Linked DNA regions of Sus scrofa: all the other regions are linked to region 3. Evidence: chromatin contacts called from public Hi-C data. All regions are on one chromosome and are shown on one strand. Each heading gives the region's core, a stretch centred on a gene start, on an enhancer-like site or on the middle of the called end of the contact. The rest is flanking DNA. Distances are from core to core; before and after follow the strand shown.

What was found. Hi-C and Micro-C count contacts between places; a contact is called where the count stands out from the background.
Region 1: a Hi-C map of liver shows a contact between it and region 3, with 2.5 times the contacts expected there. The contact joins two enhancer-like sites. A contact is called at or near these places in 2 of 47 Hi-C or Micro-C datasets (both in liver) and 1 of 2 datasets of contacts at active chromatin or transcription factors (skeletal muscle).
Region 2: a Hi-C map of liver shows a contact between it and region 3, with 2.2 times the contacts expected there. The contact joins the promoter of SUMO3 here to the enhancer-like site in region 3. A contact is called at or near these places in 3 of 5 promoter capture datasets (fetal liver and liver), 3 of 47 Hi-C or Micro-C datasets (all in liver) and 1 of 2 datasets of contacts at active chromatin or transcription factors (skeletal muscle).

Annotation. Positions count from the first base shown.
Region 1 is chr13:207,501,955-207,506,151 of Sscrofa11.1, forward strand. The region is part of intron 1 of PTTG1IP (pituitary tumor-transforming gene 1 protein-interacting protein); the gene reads right to left. Among named protein-coding and RNA genes, the nearest start is that of PTTG1IP, 3.0 kb to the right of the region's middle. Within about 2 kb of position 1,762, at least 5 of the 83 cell types and tissues checked have an H3K27ac peak or open chromatin away from gene starts, as enhancers often do. A contact at or near this core is called in liver, where this site is marked.
Region 2 is chr13:207,482,387-207,486,522 of Sscrofa11.1, forward strand. It overlaps SUMO3 (small ubiquitin-related modifier 3), which reads right to left and starts at 1,976. Exons shown (of 4, transcript XM_003359010.2): 1 at 1,733-1,976. The coding sequence starts at 1,753.
Region 3 is chr13:207,279,243-207,283,951 of Sscrofa11.1, forward strand. No RefSeq gene overlaps it. Among named protein-coding and RNA genes, the nearest start is that of LRRC3, 11 kb to the left of the region's middle. Within about 2 kb of position 1,674, at least 7 of the 83 cell types and tissues checked have an H3K27ac peak or open chromatin away from gene starts, as enhancers often do. A contact at or near this core is called in liver, where this site is marked.

The DNA of each region.
Region 1 (4,197 bases), core at 512-3,011, 220 kb after region 3:
AGAAGCCAGTTCCGGTCCCAGCAGAGCCTGGCCGCTAGAGAATGGGGTGGACCCCACGCAGCCCCGAGCTCAGGACTCGGGCGAATCAGAAGTACAAAGCCCGGAGTTCCCATCACGGGGCAGCAGAAACGAACCCGACTAGGAACCATGAGGTTGCGGGTTCGATCCCTGGCCTCGCTCAGTGGGTTAAGGATCCAGCGTTGCTGTGAGCAGTGCTGTGGGTCACAGACACAGACCGCATCCCTCACTGCTGTGGCTGTGGTGTAGGTCGGCGGCAACAGCTCCGATTCGACCCCTAGCCTGGGAACCTCCATATGTCATGGGTGCAGCCCTACAAAGACAAAAAAAAAAAAAAAAGAAGTACAAAGCTGGTGTACAGAAAAGAATTTCTAATCCACCAGCAAGCAGCTGCTATCCCTCCCCCCCTTAAAACACACCCACATTTGTTTTTGGCCGTGCCCGCAGCAAACGAAACTCCCGGGCCAGGGATCGACCTGTGCCAAGCAGTGACTGTGGTGGATCCTTAACCACTACGCCACCAGGGAACTCCAAAACACACCCACACCTGGGAGAGGGCTGTGTACGTTGCCTCCAGCCACCAGCAAAGGCACATGAGAATAATCGGAAGTCCCCTGATGGCCTAGCAGTGAGGGACCTGGTATTGTCACTGCAGCGGCTTGGGTCACTGCTGTGGCACAGGTTTGATCCCTGGCCTGGGAAGTTTTGAATGCAGCAGGTATGGCCAAAAAAAAAGAAAAAAAGAAAAAGAAAGAAAAGAAAGAAAGAGGAGGAATTCCCACTGTGGCGCATTGGAAATGAATCTGAGTAGGAACCGTGAGGTTGCGGGTTTGATCCCTGGCCTTGCTCAGGGGGTTAAGGATCTGGCGTTGCCGTGAGCTGTGGTGTAGGTCGCAGACGAGGCTCAGATCCCAGGTTGCCATGGCTGTGGTGTAGGCCGGCAGCTGTAGCTCCCATTTGACCCCTAGCCTGGGAACCTCCATACGCTGTGGGTGTGGCAAAAAAAACCAATAAAAAATAACATGGAATTATGATACGATCCAGCGATCTCACTGCTGGGCATATATCCAGACAAAACTTTCCTTGAAAAAGACACGTGCACCCCTATGTTCAGTGCAGCCCTATTCACAACAGCCAAGACATGGAAACAACCTGAATGCCACCGACAGATGAATGGATTCAGAAGATGTGGTGTATGTACACAATGGAATATACTCAGCCATAAAAAAGAACAAAATAATGCCATTTGCAGCAACATGGATGGAACTAGAGACTCTCATCCTGGGGGAAGTCAGTCAGAAAGAGAAAGACCAATGCCGTGTGACGCCACTGATATCTGGAGTCTCATATACGGCACAGATGAACCTGTCTACAGAAAAGAAACAAACTCATGAGCCTGGAGAACAGACGTGCGGTTGCCAAGGGGTAGAGAGAGGGAGTGGGAGGGACTGGGAGTTTGGGGTTCGCAGATGCCAACTACTGGGAGCAGCTAAGCAAACGCGGCTGCAGCAACAGAAAGGGACTCGGCTTTGGGCTTCACTGAACCATTTGTTCCTCCAACGTTTTCTGCAGCTTTAGACTTCGTCTCTGTTCTTTCCCTTGCCACTCCCTGGCAGCTGGAAGTTCCCAGGCCAAGCACCGAATCTGAGCCGCAGCTCCAGCAACCCCAGGTTCTTAACCCCGTGCCACAGCAGGAACTCCTGAACGTCTTCTGAATAAACTGTTGGCCGGGGAGGTGCAGAGGCCTCGCACACCCGCTCAAAGTCCACTGGAAAGGCTCTGGAAAAAGGATCCACGGCCTTCTCGTCGACCTTGACAGAGTGGCCGTGGGGAACTGGGAAGATGCAGCCTGGGGACAGGGATTTTCCAGTTTAACAACCGGTCCTGTGTGAACTAAAAGAACTCAGCTCCAAGATACACACCATCAACCCGTCCACCCTGGGGCCTCTGGATCACCGGCCAGCGTGTGTCAACAGTCGGCGGGGGAAGGCCAAAAGGGACAGCCTCACTCTCCCCTGGCTCCCAGCACAGCCTGGAACCGGGCAGGTTCTTAACACAGGAACGCCCATGTCAAACAGCCTCCGCAGAGCCCAGAGCCGCCGAAGGCCATTCCCTTCCCGCCCTCGAAGCCCAGGCATCTTGCACGGCCAGAAAGGCAGGTACCCCAGCCGCCTGCAGCTACTTCAGAGACGGGCGGTGGCGGCGGCGTTTCTCACCGCATCTTATCTCATCACGGGACGCGGACAACCTGCGCTGAGCCGGAGGTCGGTCAGCAGCGGCCCAGGCTCCCGGGTCTAAGGCTGAAATCACCGCCCTGGCCTCGGAAGCCGAGGCCAGGACCGTCCACTTAGGCTCATCTTTTCGGGGCTAGAGACCCGCAGTCTCATGCTCGTGGGAAACTAAGTTGTAAAGAAAAAGTCTGCTGGACGCAGGCCAACCCAGGATGTATTTTCAGTTCTTTCCTGAAGTTTCGGGTGCGTCAGCTGCTTAAGCACAAAGGACGCAGCGCACACTAGCGTCTGTCGGGAGCTCTGTTTTTTAAAAACAAGGAAATGAGGAAGGCTCTTTCCTGTCGGACCCAACAGGCCCGAGGGCTGCATTCAGCAGACCACATGGAAAAGCCCCAAAATTGGGCGCTGCGGCCGCGCCCCAGGCAACAGGGCACAGCAGGGGCCCGGTGGGGTCAATTTCACCTGAAAAAGGAGGCAGGAGTTCGATTCGATTCGATGCAGAAAAGGGGCGAGGTGTATGCCAAGATTCAGACCTGAGCACACCAACACCCTGCACACCCCCCCCCCTTCAGGACAAAAGGCCTTTCAGGGTCGCCTGCCCTCCAGAGGCAAAGATGAAACGCTGGCTGGGGGGTCCAACCCCGCTGAAGCCCTTCGACACGCTGTGGGGTCGAAGGCCATGTGCACAGGAGAGAAGACCGCAGCAGACAGGTGAGTTTGGGACGGGGACCTGCGTGCTGGCCTCTCGAGTCACACACCTGGGATGGTTATTTTTCGTGTCAACTCGACCGGGCCAAGGCAAACAGCGCCCAGGAGTGTCTGTGGGTGTTTCCAGAAGAGACGCCCTGAGCTGGTGGCCAGATTAAAGCCCGTGGCCCTCTCCTAGGTGGGTGGGTGGCATCTCCTAATCCACCGAGGCCCGGACACGACAGAGAGGCAGGGAAGGACGAATCCGCTCTTTGCTGGAGCCGCAATGTGCACCTGCCCTGCCCCCGGCCTGCTTTCAGCAGAGAGGGGGACGTACCCACAGGCGTCCTGGGTCTCCAGTTGGCGGATGGCAGACCAGGGGACTCCTACCCCGCCCCCCCCGCTCCCGAGAGCCAAGCCCTTGTGATGAGCCTTTCCCACAGCTGCACACATCCTGTGGGCTGGCTCTCCTGGGAGCTCTGAGGGACACACAGAGCAAACGTCCACGGTGTGGCTGCATTCCTACGGCATGACAAGCATAAACTCTCAGACCAGCCCACTCTCCGCGGGAAGGGGGCTCAGTGCTCACTGTGGCTGGAAAGGAGCTGCTTTGCTCCTGAAACACGAGTCTGGCTTAACTCCCAGACTGTCACAGGACCCGGCCGTGTGAAAAGCAAGCAGCCAAACACACGAGGGGGCGTTTCCCGCCACACCCACTCTCACAAAGCCAGAGTCCATCCCGGAAGGCCACCAAGGAGAGGGCCTGGTCTCCTGCCTCACACCCACCCAGTCGGGTAAAAAGAACTCATAATACATTCGTGCCGAAAACACATTCTGGACCTAAAGCTCCCCATTCTGCGCGACCTGACTGCCGCGCCACAGAGGTACACGTTAGTGCGCTGGGAAGCAGACGAGCAGGAACTCAAGCAGCCTTGCGCTGGAACAAGCAGCCCATAAGGTCACAAAGCGGACAGGTGCTTGGCTGTGCTGAACCGAAGCTGACCAGCCAGGGCTCTGCTCTCCACGCCTGGTGATCGCGGGACGCCCCATCCCCAGCTGCTCCTGAGATTTCCACCACCTTCCAGCAGCCAGGTCCCTGGAACTCCTGTGCCCTCTTATCCCATGCTCCCCTCACCCACCCCCAAGCACTCTGCTAGTTCCTGGTCAGTCTCCCAGGAAGTCTGGTTCTCCACCTGCCAGCCGCCACCCGGCCCAGCACCTGACACAGGTGGTACCAAGAATAGGTGGGATAAACCAAGGA
Region 2 (4,136 bases), core at 726-3,225, 200 kb after region 3:
GGAGGCAGAACTGGCCTCCCAACGGATCCCAAGGTTTTCTTTTCACCAAGATGGGCTGGAGCGGGCCTCCTACCACCCCCAGGCCCAGAGGAGAGCTCGGCAGGCAGCGAGGCTGTGGTGGGCAGGGGTGGGGCACGAGGCCTTGTCTGGAAAGCAGTGAAAACAAGTTTATTCAACTGAATTGGGCTGTGGGCTGGACCACGTGGGAGAGCTAAGTTTAAACACACCGAAGGAATGAGATCTATGTGTATTTCATCGCATTTAAACTGCAGAAAGAGGCCCCCAGAAAGCATGAAGAAGGGGCGCTTGTGTTCAGCCTCCAATAAACAAAGGATCCAGGGCGCGAGCGCTAGCAAAGGCTGAGTGAGAAATGTAACTGGCCGCAAGGAAAAAGCAAAGGCAGGAGTTCCTGCTGTGGCGCAAAGGGACTGACGGGTCTCTGCAGGGGCAGGGAGGGACATGAGTTCGATACCAGGCACAGTGGGTAAAGGTTCAATGTTACCATAGCCGTAGCATAGGACACAGCTCTGCTGGGATTCAACCCATGGCACAGGAACTGCATGTGCCATGGGGCAGCCAAAATAAAAGAAAAAGAAGTAATAAAATAGAATAAAAAACAAAGCTCCAACTGCACCCGGAGAGAGGAAGCTCCTGAGGGCACCTCTTCTCACAGGCCCCACAGTGGGCTCCCGACCTGGGGCTCAACCAGGGGGTCTCTGACCAGGGGTTTGGTGACCAGGGGTTCCGTGCCCTGGACCCCAACCCCAGCTCTGCCTCCTGGGCTCCAGCCTCAGCTGCAGGGGGGGAACCTCCAGCGGGGCTGGCAGCAGAGAAAGCCTGCACGCCATCGTTCAACTCGCAGCAGATCTGCTACTTGGAAAACACTGACCCCAAGGGTCCAGAAGCCCGTCTTTAATAGGAGGGGGAGGGCTAAGGGCCAGCGCAGCAGACTCAAGGGCGCAGACCTGACAGCCTGGGGGAAGGGCGGCAGGGGGCACACAGTAAACGACGGGGGAGGTGGGCGCACGCCCAGGGGGGCGACCGTGCCTCCAGACAGGTCAGGCCTCTCAGAGCCCCTGTCCCCAGCCTGCGCCCCCTCGGGCTCTCCGCAGTGAGAGCTGAGGAGGAGGCCCTCCGAGGGGCAGTAGGGCCCAGGCAGGCCAGGACCTTCGGTCCTGGCATGAGGGGCGCAGCGGGGGGAGAGTCCGAAGAGGAAAGAGGTTCTGGGGAGGGGCGGTCCCAAAGGGGGACGAGGGGAGACCCAGGCGGGTCCCAGCCAGGAGGGTCAGGTCCAGGAGGGTCCAGGATGGTCCAGGATAGGGGTGCCACTCGCCGAGACAACGGGGCGGGGCTCTTCGGGGGCGGGGCGGGGCCGTGGGGGTGGAGCTCGTGTCTTGGGGGGGGAGGCCTGGGAGGGGCGGGGCTCGGGACGGGGCGGGCCCCGTGGGGAGGGGCCTGGGCGGAGGGAGGGGCCTGGGCGGAGGGAGGGGCCTGGGCGGAGGGAGGGGGCGCGCGGCGGGGCGCGCGGCCGGGCGGGGGAGGGGAGCCGAGCGGAGCCCGGCGGCGCGGGGGAGGGGGCCGGGGAAGCCGGGTGGCGCCGCGGACCCCGGGCCCCAGAGGCCGGCGGCGGGTCGGAGGGCGGTGCAGCACGGGGCGCAGGCGGGGGTGGGGACGGCGGCGACGGCGGCGTGGGCTGGAGGCAGAGCACGGGCCCGCGCCCTACGGCCCTTACCTTGGGCTTCTCCTCGGACATGGCTGCGCGCGGCGGGCGGCGGGGCAGCAGCAGCGCCGGGCGGGCGACTCACGCTCTCGGCCCGCCGCTCTCCCGCCGCAACTGCTCTCGGGGCCGCGCTTTGCCCCCAAATCCCTGCGCGCCGGTTGGCCGGCGCGGGTCACGTGGTGGGCGCGCGTGCACGAGGCGCGACCCCGGGGCGTCGGACGCGCGCCTGGCCTGCCGGCCGAGGTTCCTGGCGGTTGGAAATGCGTCACCGGGCGGGGCCCCGCGAAATCCGGCGTCGGGGTTGGGGGTTCCCAAGGCAGCGGGGGCTCGGGTCCGCCCGAGGGGTGGGGGGCGCGCTGGGACCCGGGAGGCGTGCAGGGCAGCTAGGGTGGGGACGGTGGGACCCAGGGGGCACACGGGGCAGCGATGGGGGCAAACTGGAACCCCGAGGTGCTCAGAGAACCGGGCCAGGAGGCCTTGCGCTTTATCATGGAGCCTGAGAACGGCCCCTGCTCTGGTCCCCATAACTGGTCCCCCTACTGCAGCAGCACCAGTCAAGCCTAAGTGCACCCACTGCTTTTCTTTTCTGGTTACGGTGTTTCTCAGAGGAAAAAAAGGAAAATAAAGCCAGCCAGGCGAGCCACTCCAGGGGACGTGAGTGAGAACAGTGTCTTGGGAGGCGCCCCCACTACTGGGGAAGGTGCAGCTTGCCTTCGCCCGGAGCCAAGTGTCGGACCTCGAAGTGGAGTGAAGGAAGGGGTGGAGGCTGACCCACCCGGCCACTCCGTCCACCAAGGAGTCAGGGCATGACTTCCTTTAGCAAACCCACTCAGGCTCCAAGGTCCGGCCACCTCCACTCTGCGATCCCAGGGGACGGAGGCATAAATGGCATTTCTGGGAGGGAGACGGGGAGGCAGAAGCCTCTCTCTGTGATGGGCTAGGCTGCTTGTTCTTCTCCCCCTGTCCAGCCCCCTTCTGAGCTTGGCCAGTGGAAGCCGAGCACCTGGGGCAGGTGGGGACCGCTTTGCTACCCTACCTGGAAGCTGTGCACCTGACCTTTACATCAGCCCATTTTACAGGTGAGGAAACTGAGTTACCTGACGTCCTAGCGTGGGTGAGCAATGCCGCTGGGATGTGAGCACAGGCAGTGGTCCGTGTGTCTGACCAGTGTGCTCTGCTGCCTCGGGACAAACCCAGGGCTCAACCCCAGCAGGACAGGCTGAAACGGGCACTCAGGCAACCTCGGGAAATGTGGTGAAGAATGGGCCCTGGTCAGGAAGCCCTCCAGGATTCTGAGGCCCTGGCTCTTCCTGCCCTCCCCGTCTCCACCCCATGCCTCAGAGGAAAGGGACCAGCAGTGGCCGACGTGGACTGACCCCTCGGGTGTGCCGGCTGTGGTCCCAAGCACGCATCAAGGCTCACAACACTCTGCAGCAGGGACCTTAGCCCCCTGTTCTTCCGGTCAGGGAATGAAGGTTGCACAGGGTCACGCACTAGGAGGTGGCAGGGTCTGGATTTGAACCCAGGTCACTAGATGGCTTCCATCTGAAGGCCCTGCTGACGGGGTTCTGCTTGCTTCCTGACGCTGTCGAAAGGCCACAGGGCCAGGTATTGATGGGCCTTAATTTCACAAACCACTTTGGACCCTTCAAAACACACTTCCTTGGGTGTTCCCATTGAAACAAACCCAACTAGCATCCATGAGGATGAGGGTTCAATCCCTGACCCCACTCAGTGGGTTAAGGAGCCGGTGTTGCTGTGAGCTATGGTGTAGGTCGCAGACATGGCTTGGATCTGGTGTTGCTGTGGCCGCGGGGTAGGCCGGCCGCTATAGCTCTGATTCAACCCCTAACCTGGGAACTTCCATCTGCTGCCGGTGGGGCCCTCAAAAATGAAAAAAAAAAAAAAAATCACATCCTTGGCTAGAGGCCCCGTTTAGGAGAAGGGAAGGCGCTTCCAAGAAACGGAGCTGCCACGTAGCAGGCTGACGAAGTCTCTCCATCGAAAGGTCCGAGCAGAGCCAACCTCCATCTCAGCCAGGACTGAGGGTCCTGGAGTCCGGACGGTGTCGCCTCTACCAGGGGGCCCTCGGGTACAACGACTGGCTCAAGCTCTGCTTCCTGGAGAGGGGGGTCTCCGGGAACTGGCCCCTTCCAGAACAGAGATGGACAGTGGGGCCCAGAACTGCCCCCGGCTGACGGGCTGTGGGGTAGCTTCGCGTAGGCGGCGTTTGGACCCATCGTTCGTCGTCGGCTCTGAGACACCATCAGCTGTAAAGCATGAAATTGGTTTATTTAGCACAGACGCGTTAAACCAAGACAGGTTTTGGACGGAAGACGTCCTGGTTTCAGACTTGCTGAAGGGTGAAAAACCTATGGCTTAGAATTGATGAAATGCAGTATCTAAAGGTGTTCCA
Region 3 (4,709 bases), core at 424-2,923:
ACCCGATGTGCTGGACAAATGCGTAAGCTGTGTCTCTGCCTCTGTCTTCCTTTTTCATTTATTTCACTGCCTTCATCATTTTACCTTTAGAAAGTTTCCCTCCATGTAGAAAAAGAAATTCGATCCTAGACTCTTTTCCATTTCTGACATTGGACATTTACTTTTTACTTTACTAAATGGTGCCAATATCTTGTTGAATGGCCTAATGAATTTATTTTTCATTATTTCTTTATTTGCTTTTTAGGGCCACACCTGCAGTGCATAGATGTTCCCAGGCCTGCGGCTGAATCAGAGCTGTAGTCGCTGGCCTGTGCCACAGCCACAGCAACAGCAACGCGGGATCTGAGCTGTGCCTGCGACCACACCACAGCTCATGGCAACGCTGGACCCTTAACCCACTGAGCGAGGCCAAGGATCGAACCCGCATCCTCATGGATACTAGTCAGATTTGTTATGGCTGAGCCACAATGGGAACTCTGAATTGCTTAATTTTAATAGAATGAATACCTGGAGTCTAAGCTTTTCCTCATTTTTTCAAAATATTTTTGGCCTATTCTTTGAAATGTAGCTGTAGAGGTTCATTAATTTAAAAAGGTAGCTTTGGGATTTCGACGGGCATCGCATAAAAACTGCATAGGAACTTGGGAAATTCTGACAAAGTTAGGATACCAATTTGCAGATTTGTCCAAATCTTTACCTATCTCCCACAGTCTGATTTTTGTGGTTTCCTTAGTGTGTGTTTCAGAGGGGTTCTGTTTTAACCAGGTACTGCTGTGTATGGGGGGCACTGCCCATCTTTGCAGGTATTCTCATTCTGTTGGGTGAAAAGCTCAAGGGACTTGACTGCCCACCCCCAACCCCCCCACCCCCCACCCCAGGAAGGTTCCTGACCTGCCGAGAGCGCTTAGGGAACAGGAGTTCCAGGACACCAGGCAGAGGGGCCTTGGCTGTGCCACGTGGTAGAAATGGGGAGGGGTCGAACCCCCTGCAGCCCTCAGAGGTCCCCCTTCTGACTCTGAACCTGTGACTGTGGTTGCTTCCATAGCAAGCGGGAACTGCGGCTGCTGATCGGCTGCCCTTGGGAGAGGCAGGTCATTGTGGATTATCCAGGTGGGCTAACACCGCCTCCAGGGCTGTCACAGGTGGAGTGGAGGCAGAAGGGAGAGGTCCCGAGAGAGGAGGTGACGACTCCACTGCCCACTGCCGGCTTTGAAGGTGGAGGGAGCATCTAGAAACGGCAAGGGGCAGGAAACAGACTCTTCCCTGGAGCCTCAGGAGGACCAGCCCTGCCCACACCTCGACGCTGGCCCAGTGAGACCCAGATGGGACCTCTGGCCTCCAGGACCGTGGGACAACACGGTCCTGCTGTTTCACGCCCCTAAGCATGTGGTCATCTGTTACCGCGACACAGGATCGTAAGGCGCGGGCGACCTGTCGCTGTGTGGACGTGCAGGTGATGCTGGTCCGCTGTCCCCTCTCCACGGAGAAGAGGCAGGACAAGGTGGCTGCGCTCGGAACTTCCCACACGCTTAGTAGTTAACTGAACCTACAGAATTTCCCCGCTGTTTCTAGGAGGTTCCAGCAGCAAGGAGACGGTTCGTCTCCTTTCTCACAGGCACCTCTTTGTCCTTTGCTCTCACCACAGTGGCCAGGACTGCCTGGACTTTGGCACATAAACAGTGGTGCCACAGGCAGCCAGGCACACCCCTGGTTATAATCTGAGGGCTCACGGGGTGCGTGGTAAACGGATCGCTGGCTGCCGGCCCGAGAGCATTTCGTTATCCCGGGAATTACAGACGTGGACATGGGTCTGCGCTGTGGAGCCTTGGAGAAGCGTTTGGTAGTCTGCTAGAAAGCTAAGCCTTCACCAGCTCGTGACCGCCGCTCTGCTCCCAGGTATTTGCCAAGAGAAATAGACACACGTGTCCACACAAACGTGCTCAAATGGGAACAAGCCCGAAGCGGATCCGTCGCAGGATGGCTGGACGGGAGATGGGCTATTCACGCCCTGGACGGAAGCCCCAAACCAACAAGGAAAACCAGCAGGGACAGCGAGGGGCCGGCAGGTGCAGCGGCGCGGGCGCGCGTCATCAACGCGGAGCCAGCTGAGCGAGCCGCCCGGGCGGCCACCGCTCCCGCGGAGGAGGAGGTCCCGCAGCGGCAGAGCCGCCCCCGCAAAGCCGGTCGCAGCGGGAGGTCTGACCAGATGGGGTCCCGGGAACTGGGGCGGGGGGCGAACACTCCAGGCCTTGTTTGGAGGTGGTTCCAGAAACGCACACAACTGGAAAGAGTCGCTGAGCAGAACACTTAAGGTCTCTGCCTTTTTAATCAAATAAAATTAAATAAATTAAATCGAGATTAAATTAAACAAAGATTAGCGTCCTTAACAAAATTAAGAATAATATTTCAGAGTCATAAAAAGAATAACAGGCTTCACTGAGATGCCCTTTTACTCCGGGTTTGGGTGCACGTGGTGGGTGTAGGGGGTTATTTTAAGGGCTTCCTAACATCGCAGGTCTTCCGGTGAGAGAGCGAGGAAAGTGCCCTGGGCGGCCGCGCTATTGACAGCATTCATCTTTTGGCGTGTGGTTTATTTTTTATTTTTTTCACAGGGGCTAGCATGTGGTTTAAATCAGCGAATCTTTGTTCACATTTAGCACAGGCCTACCGTTTTCTTTCAAATGTGATTTGAGTCCAACGTTGTTCCAGAAACTAGAGGCAGGAGGATGACAATGACGCAGGTACGGCTAAGGTTCACCCACATGTCCCGGGCCGCACAGCGCTCACGTCATGTGGTCCTTGCTGTGGCTCAAAGGGACAGGTCCTTCTCCGTTTTCGATCTCAGGGGACCGAGGCTGGGGGGTGTTACTTGCTCAAGTTCCAACAGGGAGCGGAAGAACCGGGTTACAGTCCCCCCCAGGGACTGGAGAGCTGTGCTCCTCACAGCCCTGCCGGGCTGTGTCTTCCCAGAAAGGCGCACCTGCAGCACCTGCCTGGGGAGGAGGGGAGGCTGGGACCACCTGCGTCTAAGTCCCCGAGGAGGAGCAGATGCGAAGCAATGACCGAATGTGACCGTCTGAATTTCTGTCAGTGCTGTTCGGAAATGCAAGCAGGTGACACGCCAGGAGGAGGGAGGGCCTGTGTGTGGGGAGCACGAGTGGGGGGCTGGCCTTGCTCTGAGACAGGGAGGCCTCTCCGAGGGCCGATGTAGACCTGAGACTGAGGACGAGAGGGGTCCGTCGAGGCGGGAGGGGTTGTGTGGGGGTGGGGAGAGGGGGCAGGCGGGCCCCCTCTGGAGGTCACTGCGAGGAATCTGGGTTCTAGGCACTGGAAAGGTCAAGGGTGGCCAGGACTGTGGTTATGCGTGTGTCCCCAGGCCCAGCGGGGCAGCTGGCACACAGAGGGCACTGAGTCTGGGCAGACAGCCATGGCTACCTGCACCGTCAGACAGCGCCGGGCTTCGGCTCTGAGCCAGACCTGGGGGAATTGCCTGACACACAGCCCCTGGCCGGAAGGAACTGGAAGATGCGTGCACATATGTGGGGGTGTGTGCGTGTGAATGTGTGCGTGGGTGTGTGTGTGGCAGAGGATGGGGCTGTGCTGCTGGTGGTGAGGTTAAGGGGTGCCCTTAGGAAAAGTCCAGCAACCCCAATGCCAGGAGCAGGGACCCCAGTGGAAACAAGATAACTTTGCTGCAGTCCTGCACTTATCCACCTGCCAGGTCCAGAAGCAGGTGAAGTCTGGCCTGGGGCCGCTGATGGGAGAGGTGTGATCGGCCCCTCTGGCTGTCCTCCCCCTCGATCCGGCTTGGGGAGGGAGCCCTGGAAGCTGCGGAGGCTGCTGGGGGTGCTATTTCTCCAGGAAATCATGACCCGGAAGAAGTAACAGCAGAGAAGTGCAACTTGTGCAAAGATGTTCTCCGGGTGCTGTTTATCCAGTGAAGCCCGTTGCGGCCCCGTGGATTCACAGAGCGTGGCTAGCCAACTCCAGGATGCTGCCACAGAGAAACACGACGGGGCTGCCAAAGTGACCACAAGGTGGCCACGCCCCACCGCATGCACACTCCCAGCAGCTGCCACCCTGGGAACTTTTCTCAGCAGGCAGAGGCCGGAGACCTGACGTGAAAAGACGAAGATTCTGTAATGCTCCCTGCGTCCCCTCGCTGGCGCTTGCAACTTAAATCTTGATTTACTGCGTTTGGTTTTTTTTGGGGGGGGGAGGGTTGGCTGCACCTGCGGCACACGGAAATTCCCAGGCCAGGGACTGAACGCCAGCTGTAGCTTTGACCCATATGGCAGCTGTGGCAACGCCAGCTCCTTAATCCACTGGGCCGCAGTGGAGCCCCATCAGTTTACCAGTCTTTTTTTTTTTTTGTCTTTTTGCTATTTTCTTTGGGCCGCTCCCACGGCATATGGAGGTTCCCAGGCTAGGGGTCTAATCGGAGCTGTAGCCACTGGCCTTCGCCAGAGCCACAGCAACGCAGGATCCGAGCCGCGTCTGCAACCTACACCACAGCTCACAGCAACGCCAGATACTTAACCCACTGAGCAAGGGCAGGGATCGAACCCGCAACCTCATGGTTCCTAGTCGGATTCGTTAACCACTGCGCCACGACGGGAACTTTAGTTTACCAGTCTTTATATCACCTGGTAGAGCAGAGCTGAGGTGCCGTCCGAGGGTACACTGGCACTGATGGACCAGGACGAAGC